Regions from separate parts of the Rattus norvegicus genome. Here all the other regions are linked to region 2. Evidence: chromatin contacts called from public Hi-C data. All regions are on one chromosome and are shown on one strand. The core of a region is the stretch at or near the end of the contact, and the rest is flanking DNA. Distances in the headings are between cores, read along the strand shown. Region 1 holds the start of Srsf1 (serine and arginine rich splicing factor 1). Region 2 holds the start of Mrps23 (mitochondrial ribosomal protein S23). Region 3 holds the start of Vezf1 (vascular endothelial zinc finger 1).

Region 1 (4,707 bases), core at 1,254-3,753, 160 kb after region 2:
AAAACGGGCAATTTTGCCACAATTGCCAAGGTTTTAAAAAGCAAAGCAATTGTAGCTGAAGATAACTGCATAAGATGTTTGCAAGTCTTTTAAGGTAGATAAAATTTTAACCCTCGCCTTTTAGTATAAGGTCAATACTGCCAATTTCATCTGTGACAATAGCACTTGGAGTCATACCATTGCCTCCATTATTGATCTGATCCTCCTCAATCCTCCTTTTGACAATCCTAAAATGATTGAAATGTGCTCCACAATCCTTAATCCAAAGCATTCTTAATCCATCTCTTCAGATATGTCTACAGAAAGACACATGAAAAGCAAGATAAACATAAGAACTTCCCCAAGTAAGATAACCACAAACACCCCCAACATCCCATTTCACACAAACCAGAGCAGAATAGACATTTACATAATATCACAGTCTGAAGAGCATGGAAATTAACTAAATTTAAACAATCCTGTCTATGACATCACTTAAAATACAAGTTACCAAAGACATGAGGGGAATGTAGATGTTAGGAGCAAGGGGATATTACACAAGAATGCAATTCAACACTTTAGCCCATTCTGAACAAAACAGTTTGAATTAAAAAAAATGAAAAGATTGTACTGAGTAAAGGAAAACTGTATACAACATGGGTTCTACAAAAAGTGTCACCAATCATCTTATGTACGAGAGCGAGATCTGCTATGACGGGGAGAATAGCGTGGTGATCCTCTGCTTCTCCTTGGGGAGTAACTGCGACTCCTGCTGTTGCTTCTGCTACGGCTTCTGCTACGACTACGGCTTCGAGATCGAGATCTTCCATAACTTGGACTTCTGGGCCCATCAACTTTAACCCGGATGTAGGCAGTTTCTCCCTATTGGATAGACAGAACTTTCCATTGAAAGATCTAAGCTTTTACCTGTCTTTCAGACAAGCTGAATGAATACAAAGACAGACCAGGTCTCTGGTAATTTACTCGGACACCCTTGCCTGTATCCTTACCTTCAAATTCCACTGTTAAGAAAACTGTATCCAATTCTGGCCAAAAAAAAGAATAAGTGTATAACCTACCTCATGAGATCTAAACTTAGTGTTATCCAGTTTTCGAACTGCATACGTCATATCTTCTTTCCGTACAAACTCCACGACACCAGTGCCATCTCGGTAAACATCAGCATAACATACATCACCTGCTTCACGCATGTGATCCTTTAAGTCCTGCCAGCTTCCACTCGGAGGCAGTCCTGAAAAAGTGAGTCCCTCCAACTTAATACTACTTAACCTGTCCCACATCAAACGTGTAAGTACATTAAAACAAAGATTAGTTTAAAATACTTAATGATTGTACTTAAGTGTTTCCAGGTAAAGAGCTGGTAAGAGTCAGATCCAGAGTCCAAATTTATTTGTAAAGGATCTTCATAGGCTAGTACTGCAACCTAATTTGGGTAAATCACCACCACAGTAATCTTCATTTACTAAATTCACCCGAAAGACCGAAGTAGTTTAAGACCCCATGTTTAAAGCAAAACAGAAAACTTGCAGACCTCAAAACAATCACGCGGGAAAAATTTTAACCCGCACGAAGTCAACTCACCAGAAACAACCACTCTGTTTTCAGACCGCCTGGATGGCGGGCCATAGCGGCCTCTCGGGGCTCCGCCGCCTCCACCCCCGCCGCCGCCTCGGCCGGTCCCACGGCCGCTTCGGGGAAACTCTACCCGCAGACGGTAGCCGTCGTAATCGTAGCCGTCGCGACCGTACACCGCATCTTCCGCGTCTCTGCGTGTGATCACAGAAAGCAAAGGGGATGAGGAGGGAGCCGCTGGCAAAGCTAACTCACTCGGGAACCCGCGGACAGCGCACATGCGCACCCATGGTGCCAGAGCCCACATGCGCTGCATAATAGGACCGGCCCCTCCCCCACCCAGAAACACGCCGGGCAGACTCCCGACCACCACGCCAGCCCTCAGCGCCTCAGTTTCCCGCTCCGGGGCTGCGCATGGGCTCTGGGGACGTCCGAGGCGGTCAGCCACCGGAGACAACGCGCCGACTCGGCTCCTTACTCGACTCCTGCAGGGGCGATAGCGCCTCGCTCCCAGCCTCGGAGCCCCTCCTTCCCCCATTATGTTAAGGCCTCGGAGCCTTCCCCAACTACTCCAGCCTATCTCCTCAAGGCCGCAAGCCCCACGCTGCCTCACCGCGGGTCCTCGAACTCAACGAAGGCGAAGGGCGGTCCCCCGCGGCGGTTCTTCAGGTCGATGTCGCGGATAGCGCCGTATTTGTAAAACACGTCCTCAATGTCCTTGGTTCGGATGTCTGGAGGTAGGTTACCCACGTAGATGCGGCAGTCGTTGTTCCCTGCCGGGCCACGAATCACACCACCTCCTGACATGGCGGCGACGAAAAGCGCGGACTCGAAAAGAGGCCTTCCCACCAAGCCTAGCGTACGGCAGAGCGAGCCCTCAGCGGCACCACGTCTCCCGCGGCCGGTCCAAAATGGCGCCTTTATCAGCTCGGCGCACTGATATGGGGGGGAGGGGGAGGAAGAGAAGCCGGAGGAAGCGGCTATTCCATTTCAGTGCGCACGCGCACGAGCGTAACGGGTGCTGAGAAGTACGCTCGCGCACGCGCGACGTCACCCTCCGCACGGAGGGGAAAAAGTCCCTCGGGTCCTGGGCTTATGGGATGATTGGCTGGTGGAGCGGCCAGACGTTTGGTAAAAGTCACATACTCTGGTTAAAGGGGTTATTACCAATCCTGCTGAGTCCAGGATAGTCGGTTTCCTCTGGCGTAAACTCTCTCTGGAAGCAGCTCGGCGCTTTAAAAAGATTGGGTGAAACCTAGCCTGCAACTGTGTCCCAACATGCTCCGCGGTGGTAACGGCCTTTGGCGGGAAAGGCGTAGGGGGCGGAGCTAGATGACGCTGGGTGTTGCTCCGGAAACCTGGGCAACTTTAGCACTTCGGTGCGGCCGGCCGAGTTGCAGGAGATTCGTTTAACAGCCTAAGGGGAGCTGTGTGGCTTTTGCTTCTGCGAACCTGCGGTGGGCTGCATTTTACACAGTTAAAAGTGTCTAGACGGATCCTCCATATCTATTTAGATGAACCGTGCCTTCGCTTTTTTTCTTCCTCCTTTCAAAGGATGAAAAAGGAAACGTGATAAAATACTAACTGCTTCTTTGGGCCGAGATCCGGGTTCGGTGCTAGTCTAGGGAGATAACTTTTTCCCCGAGATTATCTGAAATAGGATTTTTGTACTGGATACCACAATTTTGCTTCTTTGTTTTGTAATAACGGGAATAGGAGAGTTTTATTTGTGAAATCATACAGGCTTTTTAATTAAAACAAAACTAAGCTGGACTTAAGTCTGTGTGCCTGAAATCCTATCACTCTGGGAGCTGAGGCAAGGAGGTGATAAACCTACTCTGTGATACACATTTCTATTAAAGGTCAGCCCGGGACATGCAGGGAAACCCTTTCTATTAAAATTTTTTAAAAACAAACCTTTTTCTTGGCATTGTTTTTGAGTTTCGGGTTTCTGTTTTGGTTTGAACAGCCCCTGGCTGTTTTGGAACTCAGATCCTGCTGCCTTCTAAGTGCTAGGATCAAAGATGAGTCACCACCTCCTGGCTAAAACCAGAACCTTTCCTGTTTAGATAATAAGACAGCCAGGTGTGGTGGCGCATTCCTTTCAAAGTAGGCCTCAGAATCTCAGGAGTTCAAGGCCAGCCAGAGCTGTGCAGTTCCTATCTCGAATAAGTATGCTAAATCGGATCCCCGGAAATTTTAAGGTTGATTCTCTACACTGTAATTTTTAGTTTTCAATTTTATTTTATGCATATTGTGCCTTGGGGTGGTGGGTCATGCCCCAGCCCATGTGTGAAAGTTAGAAAATAAAGTGCAGTTCACCACTTGCACTATGTGTGGTCAGGCTTTTGAGGAGCATCTTTATCAGATGAGCCATCTGCTGCCCCTATACATTATCATTTATTTACCACAGTCCAGGGATGTAGGGCTGCTTAAAATGAAACCATTAAATATTAAGACTGGCTGGAGAAATCAAGGACAACGGGGATGGGGGAGGGGCAGAAGTGTTGTATAAGATTTCTAGGCAAAATGCCTGAAATAACTTGTTGAATTTTGAGAGATCAACTTCAAATTTGACTAGTATCCCCAGAAGAAGAGGAGAGCATAGTATATTCAAATTTTAAGTGATTTTGAAATATTAAATATTAAACAATTTTGAAATGAATTTTACAGCAAGCATGGGAGCCCACATGGATAATCTCAGCACTCAGGTTTAGATAACAAGGAAAATAATGAAAACACTGTAGGTCTAGGTTACATATGAGACCCTGCTTCAAAAAACAACAAAATTGCATTTTGTAAATGTCTTAGTGACCAAAATAAAACAAAACAAACTCAATTTGAAATGATCAAAGATATTTGTTGAAATATGGGGGAAATGAGAGATTTTTGTGGGGAAGGAGAAAAAATGATTTTTGTTTGATTTTTGAGTCAGGGTCCCCTTCAACTTCTTAGGCTAGCCCTCCTCCCTCTTAGGACCACCTTTTTGAAAAGTGAAATTTTTGTTAAATCTTAAAGGTGAGTATGGGTGGCTGGTGTCTCTGCCCTGGAGAAGCTGAAGAAGGGAGATAAAGAATTTAAGGTTATCCTCTATTCCCAGTTCAAGGCTGAGCTGATCTATGTAAAACACTGATT
Region 2 (4,407 bases), core at 1,081-3,580:
AACGGAGAGCTGGCTCAAGAGTTAAGTGAGTTTACTGCTCTTCCAAAGGACTTATGACGGTCCCCAGAACCCAGGACAGAAGCTTCACGACTGCCTCTAAGTCCAGTTTCAAGGTATCTCACACCCTCCAGCAGTGAACACACACAATACACAGATAAACGTACAGGCAAAACTCTCAAATGCATAAAATAGAAATAAGTCTTTATTTCAAAGAAACTGCAAGACCTCTGGCCTCCAGAGGGAGCCGGCACTCACATGCACCAACAGACAAGTTATTAAAAATCTTAAAAATAGCAAAATGCTTTTAAGCATTATTTCCTTCACCTTCACAACTCTGATATGCTAGTATTTTGCCTTACAATGTTAAACAAGACTATGGGGACAGGCTGGAGAGAGGACTCAGTGGTTAAGGGCACTTCCCGATGTCCTGAGTTCAAATCCCAGCAACCACACGGTGGCTCCCAACCATCTGTAATGAGATCTGATGTTCTCTTCTGGTGTGTCTGAAGACAGCTACAGTGTACTTGTATATGTGGGGACAATGTTTTCAAAGTGACAGCTAAGTCCCAGGAGCTGCCTCAAACTACTACCACAGAAGAGGGCAGTGGGTACTCCGCTTTCTTCCTTATGCTATCCCTTTGTTTCTCAATTTTCTACAATAAATGTGTACTAAATATGCTGTGCATGGCGATACAAGCCTATAACACCAGGACTCCAGGAGCACAGGCAGGAAGACCAAGACCTTTTCTCAAGAGGAAAAAAGGAAGAAATAGATGCTAAAGAAATAAAGTACGCAGGCATTTTCCTTCAAATTTCTAGTCATGATTATTGTAAGTGCTTTGAACTTCAAAGCATCCTTCCCAGAGCGGTTTCAATGATTGTTAGACATTAAATCCACAGACCACATTCCTATTTCCACTTCCAAAGCTGCTAATGTGATAGCACCACCTTAAGTGTGGGGCCAGATGTGACTTCTCAGAGCTGCCACCCTCTGAGGTAGCCATAGGTGGTTAACCTCCTTGAACCTGATAGTTCTCTTGAATAAAACAGAAGCAATGATATGTGCCATCGAAGACAAGGTTAGAGTAATAAAGTCTATGAGCTGATGTTTGTCAAGGGCTGACCAAGTACCTCATATAAAACAGACACTTTATCTGCAATATTGTCAGTTTGGGGTCTCCAGACTCCACTTCTTAGAACTTCTGTTTCCTCTCACCACGGGACAGGAGGGTGTGTGTGTGTGTGTGTGTGTGTGTGTGTGTGTGTGTGTGTTTGTGATGTCATGATTTTACTCGCAATATAAGACCAACTCCACAGAGAAAGCCCCTGATTCAGCTTGTGAGCAGATTTCTACACAAGCCTTCCTTTCTGAAAGTCTGTTGTGTCCTGCTCACTACAGAGGAGACACTTACGCTCGAATCTGATCCTCTCGGTAAAAGATGTCCTGGATGTCAGCTTTGGCTTTGCCATATCGCAAACGAGGCCTTCGGAAGACAGGTTCTTTCAGAGGTGGAAAGGCCTTGTATATGTCATACCACAGTGGCTTCTCCTTCAACACCCCAGCCCGCATCAGATCCCTGGTCCTTAGAGAGGGAACAGAACCAAGGTCAGCTGGTTAGCAGATTGGTAGAGGTGAGTCAAAAGGAACCTCTCACCTAGAGGAGGCATGGCCAAAACCCACAGCAACCTAGCAAGACCACAGTGTTAAGTCCTGTTGGTTAGCTCTCATGTAACCTAGGCTAGCCTTAATCTCAGAATGTAGCTGAGGAAGACCTTGAATTTAGTGCCTCCCTACACTTCCCCAGTGCTAGGATTACAGCGTGTCCACGCAGGCTTTTTGTTTTGACAAAAGTCTGCCAGTAGCCTCACTGGCCTGAACTTCGTTACGATGCCAGGTTGGCCCTGGTCTTGTGGCAATCCTTTTGCCTCGCCTCCTAAAACGCCAAGATTACACGACACTCAGCTTTAAGCCACTCGATCTTCTTGCTCGGGTCTCAACCCCCAGCCCACCCACCGTTCCATAGTGGAAAAGCAAAGTCTGCCCAGTCAGGCCCTTCAGCCTCTTTATTGTATAGGGTCTACACCGAAATGGGTGGCGAACACAATCTGACAGAATAGAAATCCAAGGGAACGTAGACACACAGATTCCGTGCCAAGGGCATCACCCGGCTCGGACATCCGCAACTGCATCCTCTCAGGCTATGCCAGGAGCGTCGTGACCCGCTGGGAAGCCTGCCTTAGCCCGATTCATAGCACGCACCGGGAGAACACGCTCCCCACCGTCTCCAGCCGGCTCCCCGCCATGGGCACTTAGAGTAGAAAGTCGCTGGCTGTTGCCGGAAACGGAAGCAGCAGCAAACTAGCGAAGGAGAAAGCAGCTGCTGGCCGAGCCAAGGATTAAAATCCCTCTTTAACGTCATCCGGAGGGCAGAATCAGGCAGAAGCAAACGATGGGCTGAGTGGGAGCGCTCTGGTATTCCGTGAGGGAGGCTCAGACACGAACAATCGATTCCCGAGCCGAAAGAGCGGGAGTGCTCCAAAGATGCGCAAGAGTAGTAAACGAACGACCGGTCCAGGGGAAAGGTTGAGTGTGGCGCCTGCTTTCTTCTTTCTTCTCAAAGCTTCCTGCACTCCAGCAGGTCTGGCAGGGAGAAGGGAATACACTGTGGGGATCGCAGGGATGAGGCACATCCTTACAGTCAGGAGCAGCCAGCCAATCAGACATTTGAGAGCCACCAGCCTCGACTGGGCCTAATCTTAGCCATTCACACTACTCAAAAAGAAGCTGAGACCCAAAGAGAGGCAAAGTAACTTTTTCAAGTGACATGAACCTCCAGGCCTCCTCCCTCGGCCTTGCACCTTAAGTGAGGATCGCTGGAGCAGTCTGTTTTCACACTCAGTGGAAAGCTGCCTGCAAGTCGCGGTTCCTCCGCTGGAGGCGTCCCTCACCCGCCTGCTAGAGCTGGAGTTTTAAGAAGCGAAAGCATTCAGAACTAACGCATTCGGAGAAAGAAACTCAAAATCTGAGGGTACGTAGTCTGTCACTGTACAACTGTTCAAAGTATGGGTTTGGAGGATATCTGTCCCTCCAAGGGAGAAGCACCCTGTAGAAATTTCATCAGGGTATTTGTGCAAGGATCATCATTCTTGAATGTAGTGACAAGATTTTAAAAAAACAACATCAAACATCAGGCTGGAGAGAAAGCTCAACGGTTAAGAGCACTGACTGTCTTCTAGAGGACCCAGATTCGAGTTCTAGCAACCACCTTTCACCCCAGACCGGGGAATTTGATGTCTTCTGAACTCTGCAGGCGCCAGGCATGTACATGGTGTACAGACTTACATGCACACAAAATACTGATACATATAAAATTAATTAAAATTCAATACATGATCGGGCGGTGGTGGCTCATACCTTTAGTCCCATATCTCAGGAGGCAGAGGCAGGCGATCTCTGAATTTGAATTTGAGGCCAGTCAGGTGTTCAGATGGAGTTGCAGGACAGCCAGGACTACACAGAAAAATGCTGTCTAGGGAAAAACAGAACAGCAAAACATTTCATCAAATGAAAAGTAGTACAGTACTTGGTAACACACGCCTTTAATCCCAGCACGAGAGATACAGAAGCAGGCAGATAGCCAGCATCTGTAAGTTAGAGGATAGCCGGAGCTACGTGGTGAGTTCCAGAAAAGCCAAGGCTGTATAGAGAGAGGCCCTATCTCAAAATAAAGCAGAGGTTGAAAATTTGGATTCGTGCATTCTATAAAACCCTATGCACCTAGTAAATTAACAAACTAGGACCCTCTGTATTTACATACCTAGATTATGCCTGTGGCTTGTGGTTAAATGAAACACTGCAGAAATCCGTGGGTGGGACCCCAATCTATAAGAGGGAAAAGGAAAACATTCACAGGTGCCAGCGTTTGTAGGAGGATAAAATCCCGCACTGTGAATTCAGTTATCCCGGAGACAAAAAGGCAAGGGTGAATTCAGAGGTGTGCTTTCTTTTTTCTTCTTTCCTCTTTATTCCAGTCTCAGAGTTTGCCTTGTAGATCGTCTGTATTCATATGTAAACTCTATGCCCCAATGGATGTTTTGAATCACACAAGAGGTCTCCAAGGGAGCCCATTATCTTTCTTTGTCCTTAGGAAAGAGCATGAAGTCACGTCAAAACCCTCCCACTCTAGGGAGGTCCCAGAAAAGAAGGCGGCGAAAGTTTTCAGAGCTATTGCCACTTTTGTTATCTCACAGATAACTCTTCCCACCCACAGGGTGGCTATTATCACCTTCATTATGGATGAGAAAGCAAAGCCTGGGGAACCTAAGTACCTCTGTCTGATATGCAACTGATTGCAGCCTGGGCTTTCCTGTATCCCGCAGTGCTACCTTAACTAGCCGGGATTAGAA
Region 3 (4,232 bases), core at 885-3,384, 140 kb after region 2:
AACTCTGCATTTCCCCGGTGTGGGGAGGGGGGTCACTGAGAACTAGAACTGCCTGTCTTTGCTACCTTTCCATAGGAAGGGCTTTCTTTACTCACTGTCCTCAGCTCTAAATTACAGCTTTTGCAATGATTTTCACAGCACACACTGCATGTCCGGGATTAAATATGAGCTTTCACATTTCCTCATGGAAAAAAATTAATAGGTTGGCATTAGCTTTATCCGGGAAGGGAATAGTTTAAATAGTGTTTAAAAGTATTTTGTAGGATCTTTCAACTAACTTCCCCAAGATGAATTATGGGTTTCTCCTTTACATAAAGGACTTGTTTTGTTCAGCCTCCAAGTTTACAGATACTCATTCTAATATTGTTTAAACTACACCTAAAGTCCCTCAGTCTTCTACTGTAAAATGATCATTTGTAAGCTTCTCTTTGCACCAACTCTCAGGCCAGCTAGTTCTGTATTTCTTTGCCAATGCATTCTTAAGTTGACCATCACTTATAACAAGCTCATCAAAGCACAATAAAACCAACACTAGATCAGGATGATAAAGTGGGACGTTCAGAAGTTGCAAAATCTTAAAAATTTCCAATTTTAGTAAGTCCATTTACTTCAACAATTACTTAAAATAAAATGCCCACATCTGAAATATGTCTTAATAGGACAAGCCAGATTACACAATGGGTAATTTTGAATCCTCCAATTCCCTATATTAACTCCACCGGGATGGGACCAGATGCTGAGAGTATAATCTTTTGAAGGTTCTGCATTTCCAAAGGTCTCAAGCGCCCAAACTATGCGTTTGGAATTGCGAGAAGTATTTAGGAAAATAACTCAAAAGAGGGAGGTGGGAAGGACACATTTAAAAAAACGACTAGCTTTCTAACCTTCAGTTCTGAAGTTTCTGCGTGTGCTCATCTCTACTGCACATCAATGCATTTGCAAACAGAAAGGAAGCAGCCAAAAAAAAAAAGTTCCAAACAGGGGTCCCGCATTAAAGTGGCAGAAGAACAGGGGAAGGGTATGGCTGAAGCATCCGCTACACTAGCTTTGAAGTTTCTGGCAAAAAGGAAAAAAGAAGAAAAAGACGCGAAGACCCCCCCCCCCACACACACACACACTCCACGAGTGACTCAGCTGGGGGCTTTGTAAGCGGACTTTGCGCTCCCTCTCCGCTTCCCGTCGCCCACTGGGCCGGAGCGAACATTCGAGCGGGCCGCGGAGCGAGACTAGCAAGACGCGCTCCGGGAAAGGTCGGGCCTGCAGGAGTCCCGGCCCCCGCCGCTCCCCGCCCCCGCCCGGCCCGCCGGTCCGGGGATTCCCCAAGCTCAATGGGACCGCAGGAGCTGGACAGAGGCGAGGGGACCAGCTGCCAGGGATCGCTTAGGACTTGGGTTAGGGACCGAGAAAAGTTTACAGACGGGAACCACGCTCGCAACACCCCCCGTCGGGTACACCCGAGGGGGCGGCGAGAAGGGGGAGTGGCGGAGAAGCCAGAGATACCCGCTATTCGCGGGATGTGGGAGGAGGGTCAGAAAGTCAACACACAAGCACACACACAAAAAGAGAGGTGACGCGAAAGCGCGAGCGAAAGATGGATGGGGACTTGGAGCGGGACCCGGGGACCCCCTCGCAGCGCCGCGCGGCCCCGGTCCGGCGCGCAGTGGCCGAGCGGCCCGCGCTACCCAGCGGCCCGGCGCCCTCTTTTCTCTGGGCCGCCCGGTGGTGACAGCGGCCGGCCTCCTCCCTTCCCCTTCAGGGCGGGAGGGAAGGGTGTGTGTGTGCGTGTGTGCTTGGGGGGGCCCGGGTTCACCCCGAGGCCTGCTTCTCCCCCGCACCCTGCGAGGCCGCCTCCTTTCACCTCAGCGGCCGGGCTCCGCCGGAGCGGGCGGGCGGAAAAACAAAGGGGGATTAAGGCCCGGCCGGAGAGCGGAGCCGGGAGGGGAGGAGCGCCCGCCCGAGCCCGGCCCGGCCCCCCTGGCCCCCCGGCCCCCCCGGGGCCCCCAGTACCTGGAACAGGAACGCGGTCCAGTTGGCCTCCATGGCTGCGGCGGCCGACCCCCCTCCTCCCCACTCCCCCCGCTCGGGGAGCCTCCTCAGCCGGAGGAGGCGACAACAAAGCGGCGGCGGCGGCGGCGGCGGCAGCGGCAGCGGCGGCTCCTCAACATGGCAGCGCCGAGCGCGGCCACTTCCGGTAACCTCCGGGACGCACCACCGCGGCGGCGAGCGCGGGCGGGGGGGGAGCCCCGGCCCGGCCGCCGCCGCCCCCAGCCGCTCCGACCCCCTCCGGGCGTCCCCGCCGCCGGCGCGCCGCCTCGGAGCTCAGCCAGTGCCCGCGGGCGGTGGGGTCAGGGCGCCCGCGCGGGGGCTGGGGTGGGGCCGGGGGCGGGGATGGGGCGCGGCGTCCCCCCCCGCGGGGGTGTGTGATGCTGCGGTCCGTGGCTCAGGCAGCTGGAGCAGGGGGAGCTCAGGAGAGAAGATGGAGGACGCCAGGGTCTGGCGCTGGCCCGCTGGGCACAGCTGGGCTGCCTCTCGTGACTCTGACTCGGTGCCCAGCGGCGTCGCGTCCCTCTCATATCTCCAGCGGCAGTCAGAGCTCCAGTTGGTCACCTGGCTCTTCAGTCGGTCAAGCACAGCACAGCTTCAACCTACTAACTGGGGGATGCTGGCTTCTAATGTCCCCTACCCTCGGGTATTTTCATTCCTGACCAGCTAAGCCCTCAGTGCTCTTGCTATGATATCTCCATCTTCCTTTGCGTGGTCTTCCAATTTGAGCAGGGAATTCCACTAGGGTACAGCCTTAGATCCTCTTAGTGTAGAGGGAAACACTTCCCACGCGTTCAGATGTCATTACTGGGTTATTCTTGGGTGACGGAACCGTGCTTCCCCATCCTTCCAGATTATAGGAAATTCTATTTGAATTTGAACCCCTCTCCCGCCAGAATTAAAAACAATAAAAACAAATGAGAAAGTATAGAGACGAAATATTTTAGTCTTTTAGTACATTCTTCAATTCCTGCAACACACAAGTCAGACTTCTGGTTGGACAGCGTCAGATGTCACTGAGGTGACCCCAGCCTGTTTGTAGTTCCCAGTCTTCTATGTAGGAGTCAGCCACTGCTACTGGTTGGAATCTGTAGATCGTAAGCCCGTATGATGTCTTGAATGTTTTCTATCCTTTCCTCACATAGAGGTAGCTACTGTGAATATCAGAGACAAGCTATTATTAAACATGTATCTAGTCCAAGAAATCTGTGGTGGGGAAATGAGGAGGCAGGCTCCATCTATGGTATTTTTATAAAATGTTTAAAAAAAAAACTCAGATGGGCACATTATTTCAAGACTGTATTTCAAACTGACTCTTATCCTCTCCAGACAGTTCTAATGAAAGACATCTTCAACTTCCATATATATATCCAAATAGAATAGTTACAAAATTCTATGGGAATAGAAACTGAAGAGGTATGGTAATTTGATGTTTTTCCAACCATTAAACAATTATAGTTCCCTCCCACTCTTCCATCAGTCACCAGAATAAAAGGGCAGGCTGGGAAATGATGGTCTGGTTCCTTTAAGTTGACTTCCCATTAGATACTGCCTGAAGACCTTGGGTATGAAGAAGTCCAGCAGTTTGGATGGATCAGTAGCAGTAACCACCAGAGAACTGGTCAGCCTAAGACAGGAGGGACAGAAAATGAGTTTCTGATATCCTTCAGCTGAATTGCTACACATCCCCTGTGTCTGTCAGGCTCATTTGATGTTTCAGGAAGCATATGTTTACATATGTGTGTAAACTAAGGAGAGAACAAAGTTGCAAACCCAAGGAACAAGACAAAATGTCTTCTTGCTCTGACCTTGGATATGGTATGTTCTTGCATTTTGATTCAATGGATATAAGTCTCTGCTTCTTCCCTGCCTTAGAAGATTCACCTTCAAGGTCTCTATGTATGTTTGCGCTCTCCTCCCATGTATAGACACTTCTCTTTAGCTGCTCTTTCAAACTGTAATCAAAATGAAGCTTCAGAATTATAAAAACTAATAATATGACTCTTATGCTAATACTGTGGTATCTCTTATACTTATTTTGGGATCTAGAAACCCCTTCCCCAGCAGTTTTTCTCACAGTACCTCTTAGTAGTGGTTTCCCCATAAAGAGGAAGTAGAAGTCAAGTGAAAACAGTTAAGCTGTCATACAGAAGAGTTAGGATTTTAGGGGAAATGGCTAATTACATCTC

Evidence for each region. A called contact is a pair of places that touch in the nucleus more often than the background predicts.
Region 1: a Hi-C map of liver shows a contact between it and region 2, with 3 times the contacts expected there. The contact joins the promoter of Srsf1 here to the promoter of Mrps23 in region 2. A contact is called at or near these places in 12 of 12 Hi-C or Micro-C datasets (the A7r5 cell line, the Rat2 cell line, Schwann cells and 7 more).
Region 3: a contact with region 2 is called in a Hi-C map of the A7r5 cell line, with 6 times the contacts expected there. The contact joins the promoter of Vezf1 here to the promoter of Mrps23 in region 2. A contact is called at or near these places in 12 of 12 Hi-C or Micro-C datasets (the A7r5 cell line, the Rat2 cell line, Schwann cells and 7 more).

What each region holds. Positions count from the first base shown.
Region 1 is chr10:73,334,294-73,339,000 of GRCr8, reverse strand. Srsf1 (serine and arginine rich splicing factor 1) reads right to left here and starts at 2,503. Exons shown (of 4, transcript NM_001109552.2): 1 at 2,186-2,503; 2 at 1,582-1,766; 3 at 1,059-1,231; 4 at 1-861. The coding sequence starts at 2,379. The coding sequence ends at 667.
Region 2 is chr10:73,494,161-73,498,567 of GRCr8, reverse strand. It overlaps Mrps23 (mitochondrial ribosomal protein S23), which reads right to left and starts at 2,330. Exons shown (of 5, transcript NM_001108289.1): 1 at 2,261-2,330; 2 at 1,413-1,583. The coding sequence starts at 2,304.
Region 3 is chr10:73,355,016-73,359,247 of GRCr8, reverse strand. It overlaps Vezf1 (vascular endothelial zinc finger 1), which reads right to left and starts at 2,134. Exons shown (of 6, transcript NM_001304355.2): 1 at 2,008-2,134. The coding sequence starts at 2,040.